Linked DNA regions of Sus scrofa: region 2 is linked to region 1. The links are chromatin contacts, called in public HiChIP or PLAC-seq maps. All regions are on one chromosome and are shown on one strand. Each heading gives the region's core, a stretch centred on a gene start, on an enhancer-like site or on the middle of the called end of the contact. The rest is flanking DNA. Distances are from core to core; before and after follow the strand shown.

The links. HiChIP or PLAC-seq counts read pairs in DNA pulled down with a chosen protein or histone mark.
Region 2: a contact with region 1 is called in an H3K27ac HiChIP or PLAC-seq map of skeletal muscle, with 5 times the contacts expected there. The contact joins two enhancer-like sites. A contact is called at or near these places in 2 of 5 promoter capture datasets (fetal liver and liver) and 1 of 2 datasets of contacts at active chromatin or transcription factors (skeletal muscle).

What each region holds. Positions count from the first base shown.
Region 1 is chr12:31,279,012-31,286,119 of Sscrofa11.1, reverse strand. All of the region lies in intron 1 of STXBP4 (syntaxin-binding protein 4), which reads right to left. Among named protein-coding and RNA genes, the nearest start is that of STXBP4, 5.4 kb to the right of the region's middle. Within about 2 kb of position 2,664, at least 8 of the 83 cell types and tissues checked have an H3K27ac peak or open chromatin away from gene starts, as enhancers often do. A contact at or near this core is called in skeletal muscle, where this site is marked.
Region 2 is chr12:31,693,385-31,700,133 of Sscrofa11.1, reverse strand. It overlaps MMD (monocyte to macrophage differentiation associated), which reads left to right. Exons shown (of 7, transcript NM_001044595.2): 7 at 2,373-4,285. The coding sequence ends at 2,573. Among named protein-coding and RNA genes, the nearest start is that of MMD, 27 kb to the left of the region's middle. Within about 2 kb of position 1,548, at least 5 of the 83 cell types and tissues checked have an H3K27ac peak or open chromatin away from gene starts, as enhancers often do. A contact at or near this core is called in skeletal muscle, where this site is marked.

The DNA of each region.
Region 1 (7,108 bases), core at 1,415-3,914:
TCCCTTGATTTTATGTTCAAATAGGAAGATTTGGCTAAGTTCAGAAGAATCTAAGGACATTAGGTAATGGCTTTTGGTATTTGCTAAATAGCTCATAAAAGTAAAAATTTAGCACGTTTAATAATCAATTATAAATAATAGGGGAAGAAAGGATTAGTAAAAGTGAGAGGGCAAAATCGTCTTAATGAGGGCATTTGAGGAGACAGGGTATCAGTAACAGTGGGAAATCCAAATCCAGAATTTTGACACTGAGGAGTTCCTGCTGTGGTGCAGCAGGTTAAGGATCTGGCGTCTCTGCAGCGACTTGGGTCACTGCTGAGGCACAGGTTTGATACCTGGCCTGGTGCAGTGGATTAAGGATCAGGCGTTGCCACAGCTGTGGCAGCTTGGATTCGACCCCGGATCCCTGGCCCAGAAACATCCATATGCTGCCTTTAAAACTCTACAGGTGGCAGGGGTGATCTGGTGAGCACATAAAAATATTTTTTAATTCATAAATATCATTACAAACAAGTTAATAATGACAAAACATTAGAAACCACCTACATATGTAATCGATAACTGGTTAAACAGTTTTTAGTATACCCACATGCAATAATACTACACAGTCACCAAAAATGATCACATAGATCTATTCCTTCATGTCTGTTGATTTGTGAAGAAGTTCCCAGTACATTATTAGATGAAAAACAATAGCTGGCTAAAAACAATGTATAGAATAATTTCGCCTTTTAAAATTACATTTATGAAAAAATATCCACTAAAATGTAAACAATGACTGACAGAATGTCATTTTCTATTTACTGTTATTTTTAATTTTCTTCTTTAAATCGTTCTTTATTTTCTGAATGTTTCACAATGAGGATGTATACTTTGACATATCATTTTGATAAAGGAAAAATATTTTAAAATTTAGTTATTAAGTTTGAGAGTTCCTTCTTGGCATCTAGTATATAAGATTAGTTCATTCTAGTTCTCTCTCCTTTACAGTCATATTCCCCTTATGCCAGTCTCTTCTTTTACCTCCATTTGTTAAGTTATCAGTACATTTTACAAGTTGAAAGAGAAAACAACATAGATCTGGTGTTTACCCAAGAAAACTGGCTATATGCTTTAAATAACATCTTATGACTACTCCCTTGTAAGCAAATTGGCAAGCAGTAAAATAAATAAAACATACCTTTTCCTGCTGTTATTTATTTATTTATTTATTGGCTACACCTGTGACATGAGGATGTTCTCAGGCCAGGGATCGAACCTGCACCACAGCAGCAAACTGAGCGAGTGCAGTGACAACGCCAGATCCTTAACCTGCTACACTACAAGGGAACTGCATCCTACTATAATTTAAAAAGAAATAAGACCCATCAAGGAAGCTCATAATTATCAACAGTATTTAATTTCTTCTGAAATTAACTTGCCACAGTCCATTTAAAAAGAAACACTGTGGAACTCTCCTTGCCCCTGGTTTTATGTTCAAAAGAGCACTGCAGGAGTTCCCACCATGGCTCAGTGGTTAAGGAACCTGACTAGCATCCATGAGAACGAGGGTTCAATCCCTGGTCTCCCTCAGTGGGTTAAGGATCTGGTGTTGCTGTGAGCTGTGGTGTAGGTTGCAGACATGGCTTGGATCCAGCATTGCTATGCCTCTGGCATAGGCTGGTGGCTACATCTCTGACTGGAACCCTAGCCTGGGAACCTCCATATGCCCCGGGTGTGGCCCTAAAAAGACAAAAAGACCAATACAATACAATATAATAAAATCGCCCTGCATTGGAAAAAGACTGGTCCACTAAAGGCTAAGACATCCAAGTTTAAGTTCCAATTCTGCTGCCCAGGAGCCATGTAACTCTGTGCCGCCATTTAACTACTCTGCTCCCCAGTTTCTTGGCAGGTAGAATAACAAGATCATTCATAAAAGTTCTTTTTTGCCTCAACAAACTAAAATTTCTATTTCATCCTAAACTAGAAGTACCCACCCCCAATGTTTTCAAGGGGAGGATTTCCTTTATCAAATGTGCATGACCCTCATAAGATCAATCTGGTTCATGAATAAGACGGGGTAACCTGCAGTCTGGTCATTTGGGAGGAATAAAAAGTGGGGGATAAAGAGTGCTTGTCTAGTGAAATTTTACACTAAGATCATTTCAAGGGAGAAGGAGGGCCACCCAATAAATTATCTGTCTGGACTCTGGGACTGACAAATTAGAAGTGCCTGCTATTTATAAATTCACTGGAACTAATATTAAAAATGTAAATATTTCTTGTTGTAAAGTTAGACTTACAGACTCAGTATCACACAAAAGTAACAGCGTTTAGAAACTGTGACAACTTATACACTTACGACAACAGAAAATTCTTCGAGATAGCAACAGCTATTTATATAACCGTAGGGTTGCTTAAGAACATTGGCATAAGTCAGGGATGACTCCCTTCCCTGAACTAGACATTAATCTTTTTAAAATAGCTTGAAAGTTTCAGGAAATCAAGATATAAAAGGTCAGTCAAAGAGTTATTTTACTATCTTCTTTATTCTGTGCCCAAAGGCAATATTCCCCCTGGTGGTGCATTTTTTCTTTCAAGACTCTAAGCAGTTCAGGAATGCTACTCATTTGTCTTGGAGGTAGACAAGCAGCATCTACTTATAACCCACAGCCCAACCCTGAGAGGAACAACAGAAAACTGCTTCAAAGAAGGAGTCCTAAGCTTCCAGAACAGCTCACTACTCCTTGGACTACCTGACTGCCTTCTGCTTGCCAATCCTCAGCTCAGTACAATCACGTGCATGTACTATGCCAAGTGCTTATGAAATTATGCTGAACAAGCCAAGCCCTCTGCTTTTATGGTATCTACATGCCAGTGTTGGAAGAAAGATAATTTTAAAAAGAAACAAGGTGAACTAGGTTTCAGATATTGTAAGGTAAAATAATCAAATGTAACTGGACAGAGGAGTTAAATGCTAGGATGCAAATAATAGGTCAGCCAGGAAAAAAAAATTTGAGAGACCAAGTTTTTCAGGCAGAGAACAGGTCTCAAGGCAGAAAAAAAAAAAAAAACTTGGCGTGTTTACAGAACAAAAATGCGTGGCTAGAGCGTGGTGAATGGGGAGAGAGAAGAGATGAAGTTAGAGAAGTAGGCAGGGTTAATTAGATTCTTAGAGGTCATGGCAAGGAGGGTGAATTTTTGCTTGATTTTATTTCATAACAACCCGACTATTCTCAGGAGACCTGAATCTGCCCTTTACCTCATCTCTTACCTTTAAGTTCTACTTTTTCAAGGCAGACTGACTGTACCTTAGCCTGAATTAGGTCAGAATGTCAGTCAGTTCATTTGGGATATAATAAGTGGGGGGGGGGCAGTACAAAATGAAAAATGCAAGGCCCCCTGTTTACAAAGTTATTAACAATCCACAGAATGGGAGAAAATATTTTCAAAGAAAGAGACTGACAAGGGATTAATCTCCAAAATTTATAAACACCTTCTGCAGCTTACTATCAAAAAACAAACAACCCCATCAGAAAATGGGCAGAAGATTTAAACAGACAATTCTCCAAGGAAGACATACAGATGGCCAAAAAACATATGAAAAGATGTTCAACATCACTAATTATTAGAGAAATGCAACTCAAAACCACTATGATCTACCACCTTACACTGGCCAAAATGGCTATCATCAAAAAGTCTACAAACAATAAATGCTGGAGATAGTGTGGAGAAAATAGAACCCTATTACATTGTTGGTGGGAATATAAATTAGTGCAGCTACTGGGGAAAACGGTATGGACAGTCCTCAAAAACTAAGAATAGGATTATCATTTGATCCAGCAATCTCACTCGTGGGCATCTATCCAGAGAAAACCATGACTCAAAAAGATACATGTACTCCAATATTCACTGTAGCACTCTATACAATAGCCAAGACATGGAAACAGCCTAAATGTCCATCAACAGAGAAGTGGATAAAGAAGCTGTGGTACATATACACAATGGAATATTACTCAGCCACTAAAAGGAAATAAATACCAGCATTTTTAGCAACATGGATGGACTTAGAAATTATCATGCTAAGTGAAGTCAGTCACATAGTGAGACACCAACATCATATGCTATCACTTACATGTGGAATCTAAAAAAAGGACACAATGAACTTCTTTGCAGAACAGATACTGACTCAGACTTTGAAAAAATTATGGTTTCCAAATGAGACAGGATGGGGGGTAGGGGGATACACTAGGGGTATGGGATGGAAATGCTATGAAATTGGGTTGTGATGATCATAAAATTCATTGAGTAATAAAAAAACAAAGTTATTAAGATAATTACTCAAGGTAGTGATAATAGAGCATTAAACCAAGTACAGGGTCCAACTAAGTGAGGGGCCTTTTTAAAGGTACAGCCTTCTGTGCTGACTGAATAGGTCACATACCATGAAGCTGGCCCTGGTCCTGATGTTACTTGGGAAAAAAAAAAAAATGCCTCTACTGATGATTTCTGTTTTCGTTTTACTTTGTCAATCATATCAAATTATTCACAATCTTTTGTGTGTGTGTGTGTGTTTTAGGGCCACACCCTCGGCATATGGAGATTCGAGGCTAGGGGTCTAATCAGAGCTACAGCTGCCAGCCTACACCACAGCTCACAGCAACAAAAGATCCTCAACCCACTGATCGAGGCTAGGGATCGAACCTGAAACCTCATGGTTCCTAGTATATACAATTATTCACAATCTTTTATATAGAGTAGCTTCTCAAAAAAAAGTGGTTTAAAGGAAGCTGCCTGGAAATAAGAAACTAGGAGGAGTTCCCGACATGGCGCAGTGGTTAATGAATCTGATTAGGAACCATGAGGTTGTGGGTTCGACCCCTGGCCTTGCTCAGTGGGTTAAGGATCTGGCGTTGCCGTGAGCTGTGGTGTAGGTCGCAGATACAGCTCGGATCCTGCGCTGCTGTGGCTATGGCAAAGGCCGGTGGGTACAGCTCCGATTAGACCCCTAGCCTGGGAACCTCCATATGCCGCGGCAGCAGTCCTAGAAAAAGGCAAAAAAAAAAAAAAAAAAAAAAAAAAAAAAAAAAGAAATAAGAAACTAGGATATCAAGACTTACTGAGACAACCTAAGCTATTATTGTGTACTAATTGGAAAACAGTGATTATCCAGTCCATTCTCAAGCAAACTATAATTCACTTGATCTTACCGTTTACTCAAATGCATTACTCTTCCTCTTTTAGGTACAAAGAAAGTACTGTAGTAAATACTTACCAAATAAACAGTTGTTACTACTGTTGGAATAATTAGGTACTTCATATTGACAAGTGGATCTAATAGCTTTATTAGGCAACCAGCTAAGAAATAAACTTCAGTGACTGATAAGATTTAGGATGCACTGTCCTTAACTTATATGATGTATTAAAAATATTAAAAAATATAATTACAAACCAAATTTTAAATACATGTTTATAATCCTTACATCTTCAGAAAGTTTCAAAACCAATAATCAGATAAGACCTTGTGTGACTATCAGACTATTTTTTTCCAATTTTTCCTTATTTTCCTACCTTTACCCACGTTGCTCACTCATCACCCCCCAAAATGGTTTCTGTGAAAAACGATAACCCCATTTTACCTACTGTGTAAAACCAGACATGACCATAGCTAACTAGAAAGGGTTCGCAAAGTTTAATTATTTACTGCTAAAAATGATATTGCAAATTAAAGGTGGCGAGTCTGAAATGTCAGTCCAACCCCTGATGTTTTAAGTTTGTAATCAACACTTTTACCTGAAGAACAGGGTTATACAAGCCTTGCCTGAGGCGCTCCCATTCCATTCATGACAGAACTCATCGTTCAGCATTAATTATCATAATGATTTATGCCACATCACAAGCATACTCAGGCTCACAAGAAATGCAGCCAACACTACTCTCTTACTATCAAGATTATATAGTTCCTTGGAAAGGGGGAGTTTCAATTGCGGTTACAAAACAAAATAAAATAAGAGAGTCCAAAACAAAGACATTTTTATTGATATATTTATGCTACTACCTGTTGCTACATGGAAGGGTTACCTGGAAAAAAGAATGGTTAAAGGGAATGTTTTGTTGCTGTCAGTGATATTAATGTTTATATAGGGTTTAAGTCTACGCTGTACGAAATTTAAAATATGACAGGTCTTGTCCTGAAAGAAATGCCAATCTGGAGTAAGAGCAAAAGGAGATACAGACAAAAAAGATTTTCAAACATTCTCATAAAACAGAAATAAGGAGTTCTGCTGTGGTGCAGCAGAACAAGTCTGACTAGGAACAAGACTAGGAATAGAATGAGGTTGCAAGTTCGATCCCTGGCCTCGCTCAGTGGGTTAAGGATCCAATCATTGCTGTGAGCTTTGGTGTAGGTCACAGACCCAACTCAGATCTGGCGTTGCTGTGGTTCTGGTGTAGGCCAGTGGCAACAGCTCAGTCTAGACCCCTAGCCTGGGAACCTCCATATGCCATGGGTGTGGCCCTAAAAGGACAAAAAAAAAAAAAAAAAAAAAAAAAAAAGAAAGAAAAATAAATAAATAAATAAAAATAAAACAGAAATATGTTTGTAGAATCACAGAATCTTGAAATTTCTGTGCCAAAGTAGAAGACTCAGAAGATACTTGAACTTTTTTTTTGGCTTTGTAATTTTCTGCCCGTGTGACCACAAGTTAATCAATAGCTCACTCAAGGTGACCATCATCACTCAGCTGGCCTAATGCAACTGCCTCCTAATCATTGTGTCTTCTTTTTTGCTCGCTCCCCTTTAAACCCATTCTCCACATCACAGCCAAGATCTTTTGAAAAGTGTGAATCAAGGAGTTCCCCTTGTGGCTCAGTGGTAACATATCCGACTAGTACCCATGAGGATGCAGGTTGGACCCCTGGCCTCGCTCAGTGGGTGAGGGATCCGGCATTGCTGTGAGCTGTGGTATAGATCACAGATGAGACTCAGATCTGGCGTTGCTGTGGTGGCCAGCAGCTACAGCTCTGATTTGACCCCTAGCCTGGGAACTTCCATATGCTGCAGGTAAGACCCTAACAAAGGAAAAAAATAAATAAATAAAAATAAAAAGTGTGAATCAGATATCAT
Region 2 (6,749 bases), core at 299-2,798, 420 kb before region 1:
GGTGTTAGGATACATGAGCGTGAGTATCTTGATGGGGTGGAATGGTTTACATACATGTGTGCATTTTATCAAAACTCTTACTGTTCACTTAAGATCTATGCATTACCCTGTGTAAATTAATCATCTGTTTTTTAAATGACCGCCCCCCCCCAAAAAAGGAACATAAGTTCAGGAGATAGACCACCTTGGTTCTTTGTTCAAATCATGATTCTGACACTTAAAAGCCTCATAGCTTTGGGCAAGTAATTTACCCTCTCTGTGTTCTGGCTTTCTCATCTATAAAGTTGAGATTAAAATAATACTGAAATATTAAATGAGGGTTTCAAACAGGGCCTGATACACAGAAACATATTGACATTGATAATGAAGAAAACATAGCTGGTTTTGTTTGCTCTAGGTTTAACTATGTTCTTGTTCTTTGAGGGTTGATAAAGCAGATGTGCTGTCCTGAAGAACTAACCGTCTATTAACAGAATGTGTGTCAGAACCAGCCTGTGCACTTGGTTTGGTCTCTCATATATTGTTTTAGCAGAAGAAAAAGGAACAGTGTCTTTGGGGCATCGAGCAGCTGTGTGACTTTGTTCAGGTTACTCGTTTCTCTGACCTTCTTAGTGTCTTCATCTAAAATAAGGAGGTTTGGGAAGTTCCCTTCGTGGCTCAGTGGTTAAGGAACCCAACTAGGATCCGTGAGAATGCAGGTTCGATCCCTGGCCTTTCTCAGTGGGTTGGGGATCTGGCGTTGCTATGAGCTGTGGTGCAGGTGGCAGACACAGCTCAGATCCCTCGTTGCTGTGGCTGCTCTGTAGGCCGGCAGCTGTAGCTCCAATTTGATGCCTAGTCTGGGAATTTCCATATGCTACAAGTGCAGCCCTAAAAAGCAGTCAATCTGTCAATCAATCAATCAATCAATAGGAGTTAGTTGAGTGACTCCTCACTGAGGAGTAGATGCCCCTGTGAGAATCCCATGAAAACCTCCTCTCTTAGGAAAATGCCCCTAATACACATACACAGAGAATTGCGTATAATTATAGAATATCAATTGCTTTGTAACCTTTAGGAAATAATGAGTGTGTATGGTGGTTTGTTTTGCTTGTTTTCCTTTTTAAGGAAAACGAAATCTGGCTGATGTCCTACCTTAGCGAGGTTAATGAGAAATCTGGTATCTGTCATTTTGAATTGGCTCCTTCCCTCATTATTTTATCCTACAAAAACCATGGTGCTTATGTGAACTTGAAAATTACAAAAACCATGGTGCTTATGTGAACTTGAAAAATACGGCAGATCCTCACCCTGGCCCTGGATCCTCAGGCCTGGTTCTTGGCACACATCGTCCGTGACTGCCATTGCTCTGGCCTAGGCCCATGGGACCCTTCAAGCAAGTGGTTACAACGAGGCTTCCCCATGTTCCCTGTTGAACTTGGCCACGGGGATCTGCTCCAAGGCTCCCAAAGTCACAGCCACCCAGTGCCCAGTCCTCTAGGTTATCCATACACCTCTCCCCATCCAAGGCCATGCCACAATCTGGCTTAAGTTTCCACTCACCCTACAGAACCTGATACCTTTCTATTCCTAGTCTCCAGGAATCCCAACTTGTTTCTCTATCAGCTTCCTAAGCCTGCCTCTGTTCTCTTCCCCTCTCATTCATACAGCCCAATTTTAATCTTATAAATGGGCCAAGGTCTTTGAAAACCAAAAGTAGTCTACGCGTTCTCCTTTTTATGCTAAAACACACAAGGCTGTTAATTTCCTGCTAAGCTAAGAAACTCCCAGGTGCAAAGACAAAAAGGCCTGGGAACATCCAGAAAGTTAGGAAATATGCCATGTGGTCTCAGGTCTCAGAGGTCACTCCTAGCTGGATTTTCCTGTGTTAGCCATGAAGAAGCAGTAAGCTCACCGAAGCAGGGGGAGAGTCTCAGAAAAGTAATTAGTGTAGAACAGAGTTTGAGGAAGACAAAGGAGTGGAAACCAGGCTGAGAGGTGGATTATAAATGGAGTGGTGTGGGCGTGCCTTAGTAGGGAAAAAAAGCTCTTAAACGGGAAGATGAAAGCCGAGGACTGTACTTTATTAAAACAAATTATCATTCATTTTAGATGCAATCACAGTCTGCTTAAACTTGCTATAAATGAGCAGGAGGTACCACTTTTTACCATGGGACCTGTAACTTGACCGCTCAGTCAGGTCAAGACACTGATCCAGAGGGTAATCTAGGTCAATTTAAGTGTAGTTCATGTTTACAGGTCAGGGTTCTGTCTACGCAGAGCTACTTCATTGTCTAGACAGTTAGGAGGCTTAGGGGGAATTGCAGTGATCTCTTTAGCTTGTCACATCAGAGTAACATCAAAACCTTTTTATTTTTTTCCTCTGTTGACAGAATAACACTGACGGACTCCACGAACTTGCCTGTGGGGGCTTAATTTATTGCCTGGGAGTTGTATTCTTCAAGAGCGATGGCATCATTCCATTTGCCCATGCCATCTGGCACCTGTTTGTGGCCACGGCAGCTGCAGTGCATTACTATGCCATTTGGAAATATCTTTACCGAAGCCCTACAGACTTTATGCGACATTTATGACCAATCTGTACTAGGTCTCCAAACCAGTATTATTTCAATTATGGCACTTAAAAGAGTGAGGTCAGACCTGAAAACTGCACGGAGGAAAAAACAACAAAGAAGACAACTGCACTGACTTTCTTTATATCTTTTGAATATAATTACTGTGAAAGTACAAAAGCTGTGTTCTGGAGTTTTCCCCCTCACAGCAAATAAGTAAAGTTGTGACTTAATTATTCATTCCATTCCACTATTATGAAGGACTCTGGATAGGCTTGGCCAGCTGATGTTTACAAACCAGAATTTTGTATTTTAATTTTACAGATTTTACTACATGATTTTTCTAAATTACCAGGTCAGGTTGTAAAAGTCAGTGCAATAACAAAACTTCCTTTTTAAGAGAAAATGATTTCTATCACTTTCCCATTAGCCGTGTAAAGAATCATGGACAGAACTTACACTACTTTTTACCATGTTTCATCTTGGCATAACGTGGTTATTTTTTAAAATAGAAACTTCAGTTTTTTGTAAATTTTTTAAAAAAATAATTCATTGAAGCGCATCTCTGCGGTTCCTCATTCATGTGAATTTTTGCAGCAAGCTGTCAACATTCCACAAGAGAACAAACATTATACCTCTTCTGATAGTTTTGTGAAGCATGGAGAAATTGCCAATTTTTAAAAACTGCAAGTTTTCCAAAACTTTTCTGCCAACCTCTGACTCCGAATTCCGTGCTGCTTTGGGTCATATACTTGACCTAGTTAGGTGTCCCAGTGATGGAAAAGTATTTTGATATAAACTTTTTCAAAAGATTCAACCTTTTCTCTATGCCTTTGCCATGTTTTCTTCAGGGTCTTTTCTCAACAGCGGATGCCTATTCAGTCTGTATTAGAGTATTGTTGGATTGGCCATCCATAGAAAACTCCTGAAGAGCATTCTGATTACAGAGAATAGTGGTCATGCCTGTTTGGTGCCTAATGGTTAAGTCATTGTCACTTAGCTGTACATTATCAGTTTGATATTCATTTTAAATTGTGGAACTAGATGCATAAATTCACATTTCTACCTTTCCTTTGCATTTCTTGATATACTTTTTTCTTTTTCATAAAAAAAAATATTTAAAGCCTTGTTTGGCAGATAAAAACTCATGTGCCTGTAGTCCATGGGTTGTATCCTGACTCAGTGGAGTGGTATTTAATATGTTGTTTTTGGTTTTCCCTCAGTGTCTTATATTAAGATTAACATATCAGTTGCTTTGTTGGTTAATCTCCTGGTGGTGTTTTAATAAATGAGATAACCTTGCCTTTATATCAGGTGCTGATAGCCTGTTTTCCAGTAATGGGTTTGATCATTGGACTTGTTGGCTTGACAGTATATCAAATTCAATTAATTGAAATATTGTACTGATGTGGCTTTAAATGAGGGTTTATTTTGTGTGTGTGTTTAGAAATCTCTGACTTTGGTAAATTACATGGGAAAGAAGAACAGAAGAACTGCTTTTTTGCTGGTGAATTCTTAAATAGGCAAGGTACCCAGTCATAACACCGTCCAGACCACCCCTTCTGCATGATTCTGAACATCTGGATGCCTGTTGTTTTATTGTGTATATTTAATTTTTAATATATTAACTTTTGTGGATTCATTTGAAGTCTGCTCTAAAGTAACACTGTCAAAAACCACTAAAATGTATATAAAAAATTGTGCTGTAGACTAAAATAAAATTGTTACTTGGATTTGTTCCACTGTCTCTAAATTAGATGACTGTGAAAATGATAATGCGTTTTTGAAAGCTTGAGCTCATCTAGTATTTGTCATTTGTATACTAGCCTTTTTTTTTTTTTTAAAGTCAGGGTGAGAAGACAAATGTGCCCTGTCATCTAGAGCTTTCTAGTCCACTTTTTAATAGTTGAATTACCAGAACCAGTGCAAACATGAAAACCGAACCACAATTTTCAGTTTAAAATATGCTGTCAGGGCCTAAAGATTATAAATTTTATACATGATGTGTCTGTCACAGAGAGGCCTTTTGGTTTAGTTTATATAACATACTGTAAGGCTGGGGTTACATGTTTTTATGTTAGCAAGCAGGCACGTATCATGTTGCAAAGCTAACACTCTGTGAGTGTTAGGTTTCATCTCCCTCTTCTACACAGCAGGAACCAGAGTCAGAGAACTTCCACTGCTTCATCCTTGGCCAGGGATCTAGGAGCAGGAACCCAGGTCCATCCAGTTCCAAAACTTCCTATTCACTTTGTACCACAGCATGTCAGCAAAAACAAATGAGTTGAAAAACTTGAACTGAAAATTGTCAGGCATGCACATGGCAAAGGAAACAAAGATTCACACAGTCTCCATAAACCCTCAGGCAAACCTCTGTCAAGTCTGATTTAGAAGACTGAATGCCTTGAAGCATTATTATTCCCAAGAACTCTGTCCTCTGCTCCACCAGGGTAACTCATCTCTTTTTAGAGCATCTGGCAACCTCTGTGCTGTCACCTTCCTTATCACTATCTGCAGTCTTACACTGGTATCTGAAAGCCAGACCTCTAATCAACTGCCCAGGTGACTCCCACACAGCCCAGCACACTTCACTCGCCTGGTCCCAAACTGAGTTCATTATCTCATCCTTATTCCCCCACCAAATCCATTCCTCTCAAGTGTCCTATCCTGGTTAATGGCATAGCCACAGTCATCTATCCATCCTTCATTTCTCACCCCCCAGATCCAACCAGCTAGCCAGAGCTGCCACCTCCACCTCAGGCCCAGCTCCCCAGTCCAGGTCCTCACCTCCTTCCCACTGCAGGGTCCTAAAAAGCCCAGGTAGCAATCCTCAGACTACTGCAGCCCCTTCTCATCTGTACTCCTGCCACTGGTCACACCTCTACACTGCTACCAGTGTTATCTTCCTGAAAGTCTCTCCCTGCTTCAAAACTGCCACTGACTATGAGCCTATACAACGTAGGCCAATCACCTTCCTGTGGCCTCTTCACTCTTCCTGATCTTCCTCTCCCTGATTCAGCTGAACCCCACAGGCCAGCCCCACCCCAACATCTTGTGCACATGGTGGCTTTGTAACTCTGTTTTGGTACCTGCTGTTCCTGAAACTGGAATGCCCTTACCCCAACACTTCCCCTGCCCTGGAAGCATTTTCTAGGTCCAAGCCTCCACCAGTGCCACCTAGGCCCAGTGAATGGTACCCTCCCCTTTGACCCTACAGCACTGATGCCCCTTCATGGCCCCTGTCATGTTGCACTGGGATGCATTTGCTTGTCTGCTCCCTCTGTGGCCACAGACTGACCTCTCAAGGCAGGAGCTGAGTCTTATCCACCTCTGTCCCCAGCATAGCACTGGCTCACTGTAGGAGTAGAAAGAGGGCTTGGAGAGTTCCCTGGTAGCTCAGTGGGTTAAGGATGTGGCATTGTCATTGTTGTGACCCTGGTTACAGCTGTAGTGTGGGTCCCATCCCTAGCCTGGGAACTCTGAATGCCATGGGCATACCTTACCCCCCAACAACAGCAAAAAAATGACACAAAAAATGAAAGAGAGATTGGGAATGAAAGGAAAGAGGGAGGGGTGGATTGGAGGATGGTGTCATGGAAGAGAGAGACTGAAAATAAAGTGCTTTTAGGATGGACTTGGTTTCCACCCAGTTCATCTGGTCCATGAAAGCTGAGGCAGGTCTTGCTGCCTGACTGGAGTCTGACTCTCATTCCCTACCCTACTGGCTTCCCTAGCCCAGGGGTCAGCTAAAACATTCATAGCAACCATGGCAAAGTTGATGAGACACTGCCGTGGAAACATTAAATAGTGTGTCCTAATTAAGGGAAAATCGAAGCTTGTTTACTGAAGGGTTCAGAGAGCCTAAAAGTCTACTCTGCATCTCTCTGCTCCTCTTCTCCAAACATAACAATAAACTAAATAGAAATAACATTCAGTTCTGCAACCCATGAGTCTCAATCCAGGTTGCACTCAAAAAGCAACAACTTCAGCATAATTCTAAATATTATTTTGTATATTTTTACTCTAAAAATCATGCAACTATATAAAGCACTTTGGAAAACAGGAAGCTAAAAATTACAGCGTTCACTCATCCTAATGCATTTTCATATATTTTCTTTCCCCCACCCCATTTATGGGACTTGGTTTTGTTTTATACAGTTGTAAATAGGCCATAAATGCAATTATGTACCCTGCTCT